Linked DNA regions of Anas platyrhynchos: region 1 is linked to region 2. The links are chromatin contacts, called in public Hi-C maps. All regions are on one chromosome and are shown on one strand. The core of a region is the stretch at or near the end of the contact, and the rest is flanking DNA. Distances in the headings are between cores, read along the strand shown. Region 1 holds the start of PACS2 (phosphofurin acidic cluster sorting protein 2). Region 2 overlaps PACS2 (phosphofurin acidic cluster sorting protein 2).

Region 1 (2,700 bases), core at 132-2,631, 54 kb before region 2:
GGCTTCCTTCTCTAGCAGATGGATTCCTGCTGGTAGCATAGCTCTGAGACTTGACAAGACCTTGGGTTTGAATCAATTCTCCCACAATTATTCTGCTAATTACAGGTCACATAAAGAAGCATTTCCTCTTCTCAAAGATGAGCCTGCTCTGCTGCCTTTCATGGGCTGCGAATTCTTCCTCCTACTTTCCTTCCCTGTCCCACTGCTATTCGTTGGGGACCAAGGGTGCCTGACCCACATTCTCTGCAGGCTTTCCTTACTTTATATTCGAGTTACCTTATTGATGTGCTACTGCAGAAAGCCAAAAGAGCTTTTAAGCTGAACGTTTTCCAATATTTAAGAAGATTAATTAAATGTTAACACATTTGACAAATGTAGCAGGTGTGAAAAACACATTTGGCAAATATACTGAAGAAATAAGTCAGAGATGCCCCGTGTGCCTTGACCCAAGTGGACGTGTTATGAGGTACGCTCTTATGGAGAGGGGAGTCCTGTGCAGAAGGGGTTCACGGTGGTAACGCCAAGCTGCTTTTACCAAAGACTTACTGAAAGAGAAGGGCAAGGTGTGGAGCATCTTTTTAATAAGAGAAGACAGAAGGTAGAGAGAAAACAATGAAAGTAGAAAGGGTGGAAGGTAGAGAGGACCCAATGAAGGCAGACAAGACGCAAGCTAACAGGGAATGCTTAAAGGGAGGAGAACCCATACTACATTCAGCAAAGGCAGAGCTACAAAACAGGCTGAAAGACACACGGAGGAGCGGCAGCGGGCTGCCCCTCGGCACCCCGGTACTCACTGGAAAGCCATGGCTCCCGCCTCCAGCGTGCACCTGGTGGGCGACTGCTCGTTCAGCCTGCGGAACAGCTGCTTCGCCTGGCTCTGGTACTGCTGCAGGTCGCGGCCGGACTGCGGAGGGAGAGAGAGAGGAGGCACAGGCTGAGGACCACGGCTGAGGGGCACCCCCCGGCCAGGCCTAACCCCCCCTGCACAGGCAGCACCGCCCACCCACCCCGCCCCGGGACCCCCGCGGGCCCCGCCCGTTGTTTGAACCCCACCTGCTCATCCTCCTGCATGGAGGCGGCCAGCGGCAGCCCGTCGGCCACGCGGGCGATCATGGTGAGCAGCACCATGGCGGCGGGACAGGAGGGCGCCGCGCAGCGCCCGGGCACCACCTCCTCCTCCTCCGGTGCCGCCGCCGGCACTGAGCTGGCCGGAAGCTGCGGCAGCGACTTCCGGTGGGGGAGAGACGGAGGCGACTTCCGGTTTGGGCGCAGCCGGGGCGGGTGGGCGTGGCCTAGGGGGCGGTGGGCGTGGCCTCAGCGAGCACAGGCGTGGCTTTAGACACCGCGAGGCCACGCCCACCGCCTGCGAGGCCCCGCCCACTCCCCCTAGGCCACGCCCCCTTCCACGTGACGCCGCGGCGCGGGGCGGGCGGCGCGGGGCCGGTGCTCGCGGCCATGGCGGCGGCGGCGGAGCGGGGCCGCCTCAGCTTCCCGGGGGGCGCGGGGGCGCTGGGCCGCCCGGTGCCCATGAACCTGTTCGCCACCTGGGAGATCGACGGCTCCAGCCCCAGCTGCGTCCCCAGGTAACGGCTCCCGGCCGAGCCCAGCCCAGCCCCGCCGCCACCGCCCCTCCCAGCTCCCGTTTTAGGGTCCCCGGGGCCGTGGCGGTGCCCGGTCCCCTCCCTGCCCCCTTCCCCATCCCCTCCCTTTCCCCTTTTTCCCCTTTCCCTCTCCCTTCCCTTCATTTCCCCTCCCTTCCCCTCCCGGTGCCCGTTACCGGTGCCGTTCCCGTTCCGTTCCCGTGCCGTTCCCGTTGCTTTTGCCCTATTTCCCCGTTTTTCACCCCATTTTCCCGCTGGGTTACCCCCCCCCAGCAGCCCGGGAGCTCTCCACCCGCCCCATCCCGCTATGTCCTGCGCCACCCGCACCCTGCAGCCCTGCCCTGACCGGAGGGGGGTTTTGGGGCAAAAAACCTAAATTTTGGGGGAAAAAACCTTAAATCCTGCATTTTGGGGTGAGCGAGCCCTGCAGCGGGTCTGAAAAACCCTGGGGTTTGCAGCCAGCCCTACAGCTGCAGGTGCTCCCGCTCCCTGACCGCATCCTACGGGGGGGATTTGGGGGTTGTGCCCCTATAGGAGGGGGTGGGAGCAGCTGGGGAGCTTTTGGTTTTTTTTTTTGGGGTGCCAGGCTCCAGCATGAATCCGTGTTGTGCTGTGCAGAGGGCACAGACCCCTTGTTGTAAGGCTGCTTTGAAACCCTTCTCGCCCATGGGACAGCAAGGTAGCGGGGTTTTCATCCCCTCAGCCTTATAACAGTGGTCCCTAAAATAAAATAACCCCCCCCCGATGAGCGCCCGTCACCGTCAAGGACTTTGGGTCCCGCATCTCCATTTCTGCTGATACCTGCAGATCTGGAAGCGAGCTCCCGACCCGGCGTGCTCGCTTTGCAGCTCTGGGGATGACCCCGAAACGCAGCGTGAGGACGGGGGCTGCTCCGTATGGCAGCGGGTCCCGGTGCCCATCCCTCCACGAGGGCTGTGCTGCGGGGCCGCGATGTCCCCAAAGTGCCCAGAGGGTTTGGGTGCCCCGAGCTGAAGGCAGAAGCAGCCGGGGCTGCGGCTCCTGCAGCGGGGTCGCTCTGCCCGCAGGGTGAGCGCTGCGCCGTGTCCGAAGGCTGTCGCAGGAGCCGGGTGCGAGGCCT
Region 2 (2,700 bases), core at 112-2,611:
GTGTCTTCGTTCCATCTGAATTAATTTCTTCTGGTGGGGAGGGAGTATGTGAGTCTATTTCTGGACAGTTCACCTTTGAAGGATTGATCTCAGGTGGATGGATTTTGCTCAATCAGTACCAATAATTAGACAAAACCCATTCCAGATAAAGAAGAGTTTCTTTCTAGCCTCTCTGCACAGGTCTCTTTTTTTTATATTCCTCAGAAATGGAGAAGAACCATTAGCGATGCTGTTGAAAAATCACAGACAAGGGTTAGGGTCTAGCTATAAATTATAAGGGGCTGTGGTGGAAGGCCTTGGCCAAGGTGAGAGGATTCTGGATGAATGTTTTGGGATCCCAAAGGACAAGAAATTGGAAAGAGCATAAAAGATAAAGCGAAGAACAAGCACAGCTATCTCATCTGTACTTCGGTCTGCGTGAAGAGCAGCTGCTCTGATAAGCTGTGTTTTCAGAGGCATGCATGTGAGATCAGAGATCCCAAGAAGACGTGTGCCAGGACTAGCCTAGCCCAGCTGAAATCCAGATGGATTCCTTCAGGGACGGCCTGTGCATCACTGTGAGCTGCGATAAGTGGTGGCTGAAGCAAAATACTCATTTCACAGCTGCCCCTCGGCTCTCTGTGGTGAGAGTCTGAGCTCCCAGCGGAGCAGGAACAAGTTACCTTGCTGGAATTGGGCAAGGTTTGCTTTTCAAGAGCTCAGAGCAAAGCCACCCAGCGGCTGTGAGGTGACGAGACCGCGATGGTGCTTCCATCCCTCCCAGACTTGCTTCTTCTGCCTGCTTCGTGGCCCGTGGAGCTGAAGAAAGGAGCAGAAAGCTGAGCTGCTGTTCGTGCTTCTCCAACATCTGTGTGTGGTTCTCCTTGCCCTTTGCAGAAGAGGAGCTGGAAATCTCATGTCCGTAGAGATCTGTTTGCCAGGGGACCTGCAGCCGTGGTTGGAAAGATGTGGCCTTTCTGGCTTCCAACCCCACACGGTGGGCTCTGCTTGCTGTGCTCTGGGGGAAGGAGGGAAGATGCAGTGCCTGGGGCTGAAGGCAGGAAGGAAGCAAAGCCCCCGGCTTGGCTGCAGATCTCGGGGCAGAGCGGAGGCGAGGCAGGAGAGGAGGCAAAAGCACCTCTGAGTCACGTTTCCTGCAGTTACGTGCCACTCCTTCCGTAGGGCCTAGAGGAAACTGTGCAGCCCCTGGTAGCCACAGGGTGGTTGGCAACTTTGGTGCGTTTCTGTGCTGCAAAGGGTGCAGAAATACCCGTTTCAGTGAGATATTTGCGCTGTGCTCCTGCAGCCCTGTGCTGCCCCACGTGCCTGCCTTCCTCCTCGCTTGGATCCTCCCCTCCTGTCGTTGTCGGTTCTCCCTGGCTCCTGCTAGGTGTGGCTGTGGCCTTCGTGGCTGGCCCGGTTGTCGTCACCCCGCCATCTTCCAAATCCCGAGGCAGGAGCAGAGCAGGAGAGGCTTGCAGAAAGCCGTGCTGTCCCCAGGCACCGTGTGCGTGCTGTCTGCCCTGGTGTAGCCGTGTGCTGTCCTCCAGCTGTGTCCCGACCCCCCCGGTACGCCCTGGGGCCTGTCTCAGTGGCTGCAAGCTCCCGGTGGCAGGGAACGTGCATCCACACGCGTGTGTGTGATGTGTGTGATGTGTGTGTGTGTCCGTACGTGCTAGTGCTGCCCCAGTAACCACGTGTCACGGCTTGTAACCCCGTGGCAGGCTGTAAACTGCTTGTAGCAATGCCGGGCTGTGCAAGGTATGACTCCCTCCCCAGGCGTGACGGCCTGCGCAGCGCTGCAGGGACTAGTAAGTAACGCCCCGCTCCCCGCCCTGTCGTGCCACAGGCCCGTCTCCTCGTGGCAGGAGCCCGTGTGGCTGTGCCCCTAAAGCATGTTTCTGTCTCGAGCACAAGGGAGACGCTTCCCTCGAGGGGCCTTCCCCCTCAGAGGCGTGCCGCAGGCTGTGTGCTCCTCCCCACCCATGCTGGCAGGGGGCCGTGAGAGGAGACCTTGGACTGGCGCTTGCACACTGTCCGTCCCCGCTGCATGCTGGAATGCGACGTATGAAGTGAGTATCGTGCCCGTGGAGGCGGGCTACTAACAACTCTTTTCTCTTTGCCTCTAGCCCCGATGAAGAATCTTCGCAGAAGTTCATTCCCTTTGTCGGGGTGAGTGTGTCTTGGTTACTGTCTCAAGCCACAGGGGTTCAAACCAACTTGTCACCTGCTTTTTGGGGTGCAGCAGGAGCACTTTCTTCTCACTCCAGAGAAGGAAGCGTGATGCTGAAGTGCTCCGACCCGCAGCCTGTCTCTGCTGCAGGCCAAAGCACCGAGTTAGTGGGAGTCACTCACTGCTGGCCACGTGCAGAGGAATGGGCTGTGTTCCTGAAAACCTGGCCTCAGGGTCGCTGTGCTGAACGTTGCCCTGTGTATCAGTTCAGCCAGATTTGTGTTCCGATGTCAGTCCTGTGTGCTTGTCATGAACAGTCTCCAGTCCTCTTAACATCCCCTCTGCTCCTGGGAAATGGAGGGTGCGTCCCTGTAGGGAGGTCACAATGCCACGGTTATGTTTGTCGGAGGCAGGAGGTGTGTAAGATATTTTAACAAGTGAGTATGTAGGGAGACAGTACGTATATAAGTAATATATATTGAGATCGTGCTCCCTGGTTTTCCTCCTGTCTTCATGCTCCCAGCTTGTGTGGCCAGGTGCAGAACGTG

The links. A called contact is a pair of places that touch in the nucleus more often than the background predicts.
Region 1: a Hi-C map of F5 follicle shows a contact between it and region 2, with 1.8 times the contacts expected there. The contact joins the promoter of PACS2 here to the enhancer-like site in region 2. A contact is called at or near these places in 2 of 8 Hi-C or Micro-C datasets (F5 follicle and subcutaneous adipose tissue).

What each region holds. Positions count from the first base shown.
Region 1 is chr8:16,497,618-16,500,317 of IASCAAS_PekinDuck_T2T, reverse strand. PACS2 (phosphofurin acidic cluster sorting protein 2) reads left to right here and starts at 1,381. Exons shown (of 24, transcript XM_072041685.1): 1 at 1,381-1,583. The coding sequence starts at 1,456. SEC22B (SEC22 homolog B, vesicle trafficking protein) reads right to left here and starts at 1,238. Exons shown (of 5, transcript XM_027463699.3): 1 at 1,054-1,238; 2 at 795-904. The coding sequence starts at 1,128.
Region 2 is chr8:16,443,477-16,446,176 of IASCAAS_PekinDuck_T2T, reverse strand. It overlaps PACS2 (phosphofurin acidic cluster sorting protein 2), which reads left to right. Exons shown (of 24, transcript XM_072041685.1): 19 at 2,109-2,151. Among named protein-coding and RNA genes, the nearest start is that of MTA1, 18 kb to the right of the region's middle. Within about 2 kb of position 1,361, at least 5 of the 8 cell types and tissues checked have an H3K27ac peak or open chromatin away from gene starts, as enhancers often do. A contact at or near this core is called in F5 follicle, where this site is marked.